2 separate regions of the Zea mays genome follow, and region 1 is linked to region 2. The links are chromatin contacts, called in public Hi-C maps. All regions are on one chromosome and are shown on one strand. Each heading gives the region's core, a stretch centred on a gene start, on an enhancer-like site or on the middle of the called end of the contact. The rest is flanking DNA. Distances are from core to core; before and after follow the strand shown. Region 1 holds the start of LOC100281040 (aconitase 2). Region 2 holds the start of LOC100283240 (ELMO domain-containing protein 2).

Evidence for each region. A called contact is a pair of places that touch in the nucleus more often than the background predicts.
Region 1: a contact with region 2 is called in a Hi-C map of tassel, with 3 times the contacts expected there. The contact joins the promoter of LOC100281040 here to the promoter of LOC100283240 in region 2. A contact is called at or near these places in 2 of 25 Hi-C or Micro-C datasets (ear and tassel).

The regions. Positions count from the first base shown.
Region 1 is chr10:98,398,506-98,401,205 of Zm-B73-REFERENCE-NAM-5.0, reverse strand. It overlaps LOC100281040 (aconitase 2), which reads left to right and starts at 1,352. Exons shown (of 20, transcript NM_001153959.2): 1 at 1,352-1,455. The coding sequence starts at 1,440.
Region 2 is chr10:97,822,945-97,825,644 of Zm-B73-REFERENCE-NAM-5.0, reverse strand. LOC100283240 (ELMO domain-containing protein 2) reads left to right here and starts at 1,323. Exons shown (of 9, transcript NM_001361256.1): 1 at 1,323-1,694; 2 at 1,912-2,024; 3 at 2,212-2,280; 4 at 2,536-2,651. The coding sequence starts at 1,923.

The DNA of each region.
Region 1 (2,700 bases), core at 103-2,602, 580 kb before region 2:
GATCATCTATCTATATTAACTATATATTTGTATGTAAAGTTGTCGATGGCATTTTTCGAGAAACTTTGGTGTAGGCAAATTAAGGATCGGAGATGGATTCGTAATTAATTACCATGTACATATATAATTACTAGCTACTTGTGGTAGATGATGGAACGTGATATATGCAGAGAATGCACATGGGATGATTGTCCGGGCTGAGTACTACTGCTATGCTACGTGGGCCAATAGGAGAGGAGTACAGAGGTGTCGGAAAGGCAATGGGATCGTCACTGTGCAGTGGGCCCCCCCCTCCCCCGATCCAGTCCACTGTCCACATGGGTGAGAGAATATGCTACCAGTGCTGTCTAGCTACAAATAATGCACGTGCCGTCCCTGTCTATTTGCTGGAGATATCCTTTATTGCAAGGATATTTGGCTACCTTGCTCTCTACGTGTACAGTTTTTTTTGTTTTAGAACGAAAAATTGAGTGGGTCGTTCATATATTCTGTGTGTGTGTATGAGTTAAGTGATATGCGAACTGGCCTATCAGCAACCACACTCCAACACGAGACTCATGTTTCAGAGAAATATATATGTTGAGTTTGTGATCCAAATTCTGAAGAAGGCGGCAGGAGATATCACCTCTATAAATATCTTTGTAAGTCGCAGGAGATATCTATCTCAATTGTAAATCTTCTGCGATCTGTAACCACCCGAAAATAGTGAGAAGTTGCCGGCCGGCGCTCGTGGTTTTTTCCCCTTCACTTTGGAGGGGTTTTCCACGTTAAATCCGTGTCTTTTCTGTGATTGATCCTATTTGTGTCGCATTTATTTATAACAATATAAGAGTCTGGTACCATAAAATTTACTAAGGCCGGGCGCTTTAATTTACAACGCAAGGTTTAGTAATAGAAATCATGTAGAAATTTTTTTTTGTTTCCTGCATATTTGAAAGAAGAATAGTAGTAGTCTAGCAACATGATAGATTCTTCATGTTAATTATTAGTTGTTGGACGTATATATTAATAATAAATCCGTATGTATCATGTCCTGGCTTGTTTGACTATGTGACTTAGATGCGTTTGGTTGTAATGATTGGACGGGATGTGATGGGATGATCCCTCAAATAAGTTTGTTTGGTTCAGGGTTAAGGATTGAGACAGGTCTATCTCACTGTTGTCTCCAGTTATCCTTTAAATTTGGATGAAGGAGACGTCCCTGTTGTCCCCTAAACAAACACACCCTTAATTAGCACAAGTACTACACGGTAAGAATGAATGGGGAAAAAATTACTAGCTGGCCGGCTGTTCGCAGTGTGCTACTAGCGCCCACTGTACGTATAAGGAAGCGGCTGTCCCTGGTCCTCACACCATCACTTGTTCTCTCTTCTCTCTCTCTCGTCGTGTGCCTGGGTCGACCAGCGACCTGGCTAGCTAGCTCTCCAGCTGCGCGCGCCATGGCCAACCCAACAGGTACTATATACTTATAAGCTGCAGGTCGCCGATCGAGCTTTTTAGTTTGTGAATTGAACTTGAATTCATGCATATGCATATGCATTCCTAGCTTAGCTACCTGATTTGTTTCATTATTTGTGAATATGCATAAATAAATCCTCTTTAATTTCTTTCTTGCTCTTCCACCTCTCTCTCTCTGCTGAACATCTAGCTTTTTGCTAGCTACTACCATCCTGGTGTGATAATAGTAGCAGTAGTAGTCCATGGTATATGCATCCGAGAGCCAATAAGCCGGCCATGTATATACTCTACTCTACTTTCCTGTAGCCACCAGCAGCAGCACGTACGGCCGATCGATGAGGCCGTATGCCTACGTTCATCAAGCAGGAAACCTCCTCCGATCGATGCTTGCTCATATCCTGATGATTCTGATGATACAGATGCCAATTTAGATGAATCTGATGTTTCTCTCTCGATCTCTACAAAGAGGCCTCGATCGATATCCTGGCATGTGGATCCAAGATCTCTAAACAAATGAATTAAGAGGCATGATGCGTTCCCTGGCCGGCAACCTATAATAAGAGGCAATCATGGATCCGGAGACCTTGCCCCTTGCCGGAGGAGAAAGCAAGCAGGAGTGGTGGTGGTGGTGTAGCTCTCAGTCTCCTCCGCCTCTCTGCCCGTTACAAGTGGCTACACTTGTGCCGCGTAGACTTTTCCTTGTTAAGTGGCTTGGTTCTAAATTTTAGACGCTAATAAGGATTATATCGGATTAGAATCATATCCTCTATTTTCATTCATTTTTAAATTAAAATTATTTTAGTGCCCAAATAAACTATGAAGGAACATTTGGACCCCTAAACTGGTCGACCTGAGCTGCAGTGTTTTATTTTTTATTTTTTATTTTTTGCGTGGGTAGGTGGGAGTAGGAGTACATTGGCCATGGAGGGTGTCAGGGAGAAGAGAGTAATGGCATGACAGTTGACTGGAACGCTACTTTTCCATCGCTTTCCACGGCGGCTTCTCATTTCATCACTCTCTACCTCTATTGGGCGCCGGGCAGCCACGCTGGAGGCGGATGGGCCCGAGAGCGGGACCACATGCATGGGCATTTTAAAACCGAAAATCGAACCCAAATAAACCAAATTGTCGGTCTATTCGGATTTTCGGGTTCGGGTTATGGGTTCGGTTCAGTTTCTAACCTTTAAAACCCGAATAGACCTAATAACCCGAAATATAAAAAAGCTCTTAATATGTGATGGT
Region 2 (2,700 bases), core at 74-2,573:
TTGGAGATAGTGTCCCCAAATATTGTGGTGGGTTCTAGTGTTTCCTTGCATTTGGGCCCGAATTGAAGTGATAGCTTTGAGCTCTCAACCTCCCGTCGCACCCCCGAAGTTCTCAATATTGTATTTTCACAACTGCTCAGACCCAGAATTTAGTTCCCCTTGTTGCTGCCCCTCAAGGAATGGTTCTTCCTATGCTTGGGATTACATAGGCATTTGTTTACACATTTTTTGAATCTACACAATAAAATATTAGTCTGCCTCTTGTTTTTCAGTCATATGACTAATGAGATTAAATTGTACTCCTTTTTTGACAGCTATAATTATATAGGATGGGTATGCCTTGATAGAAACATTTTTTTACCTTTAATACATATCCTATTGCTCACGTTACTGATCATTAACAACATGAGATGATTATGGCTAAAAATTTATGTCATCAAGTGAACCCCATATACCATTGAGTTCCTAAGTTCCAACAATATATTTTATCAATATGTTTTATTATAGTGCTTCTACATCTCAATGTATCTTATCATTACATGTTGACTCCGTAGCAACGCACGAGCATCCACCTAGTATAACTATAACTAGGGTGAAATTTTATCCAAGACTAAGAACGCTTCTACGTACTCCGTACGATCGACATATAGATTAATTATAAATTTATAATAGATAATAAGATATTGTGCCGGCAAATAAACACTAAAATAAGTGTATCTAAAACTAAATACAAGGAACTATAAGATAGTGCTTGATCTTAAAAAAAAATATTAAACTTTTTTATATTTTTAAGTAACACAGTTCTATAACTTTTTTAAGATGTCAGTTTTTAGGATTTTAATTGTATTGTTTTTTACCTATAAAAATGTTCGAATGAATTTGTAAATAGATTTTTAAAATATTAAATATTAATTGTGGAAAAATATTTGTAGACAAATTTATCTCCCTAAACTTTTAACCTAGTCTGATTTGTGTCCATTGGCGTTGAGTTGTATTAGTAAAACCATTAATAAAACTACTTAAGATTAAAAACACAAAAGTTAAGAGATTTAAAAGAAACCGGTCTGTAATTCATGAAGGGAAATCGAATGGTAACGAACAATAACAACAACAATAATCTTTAAAGGGCTAGTGTTGGCTACGAAGCCCATGGCCGGCATATATGGTTGCATTGAGCTGGGCCTTGTGATTCTAATGTTGTTGCAAAAACGAAAGGGTGTGGGTGGATGGTTGGGCGGCATGCGCGGTGGGGAAGAGGAAGAGGAAGAGAAAGAGAGAGGGGGAGACATAGCAGGCCGCCTTGAGCTGGCATAGGATGCGACGGTCCGGCAGGGGCAGGGCTGGGCGGTCGACGGAGGCCAATTCTTTAACTTCCTTCCTCCGTCGATCATCCAGCACCAGCAGGAGAATCCCGTCGAATCCCCCAACCCAAGGGAGCGCGCGCGTATGCCTCCTCCAGATCCAAAGCAACAAGCAACAGACAGCGAGGGGGCACCGGGGTCCGCCGCATGTGTGTGGTTCATGGAGGATCATGCTTTCCTGCTTACTGCATTAGCTCCTGACGCGCCACCCTCCCCTCGCGTTCATTGATTTCTGTTATAATTACTCACATTATTATTGGTAAAGAAAGAAAGGGCACCTCTTCTAATTTGATGGGCATTCCGTTACCGTCTCAACTTCAACGTCAACAACAGGTAGGACGGAGTACCATTCTTTTCTTTTGTACATTTGTTGTCGACTCTATAATCGCTCTATGTTTCTCAACAAGGTTGCATAGAGAAAAAGGTCCATTTCATGTTCAGGAATATTGAATGTCTATATATGTTTCTGAACAAGGTTGCATAGAGAATAAGATCCATTTTTCATGTTGAGGAATATTGAATCGAGAGTTTTATAATGACCTCATTGCAGTTGATGCTACTATGGTTGGAAATCGGGCATGGTTTGCAGGTCTTTTCAGCGGCTCGGGCAAAAGGCGACAAGTCAGTGCAGAGAAGATAGTGCTTGATCTAACCCCTCTACAGGTACAGATGCACTGCCGTCATTATCATGATGTGTTTATTAGGCAAAATACATGAATGATTCTGTGCCGTCTCTTGGTTGTAGGGAAACAATAAATGAAATAGAATAAACACAATGGCATGGACCATGCAAGCTTAACTTCGTTTCTTCCTGCGCCCGAAATAACCCTGGTCTTAAATATTCATTCAGGAACAGAGGCTGCAAAGTCTGAAGGAAAGGCTAAATGTGCCATATGACGAAACTCGGACAGATCATCAAGTGAGGAAACTCTCGACTCAATTAGCTTCACGAAAACTTATAGATAGGGATTTCAATCCGTGTGTCCCTATATATGATGTAGATAGAGTCTTCAACTTACTTTCTGGAGTAATCTAAAAACAAATTTGGTATTCCGCAACACTTAGCACAAAAATAGGTTTCAGACTGCAACTAGCTTGCTCTTTGTTTTGCTCGGTTAGTTATATACCTTATTGACTTTCATGAATTTTATTATATTGTGTGCTTTGGATTTAGGAATCGCTTAGGGCTCTATGGAATGCATCCTTTCCCGATACAGAGCTCACTAGCTTAGTTTCAGAACAGTGGAAAGACATGGGGTGGCAGGGCGTGAACCCAGCAACTGATTTCAGGTTAATTCAAGTTTTTTTTTTGCTTCTCTATGCCCTATCTTTGGTTGCC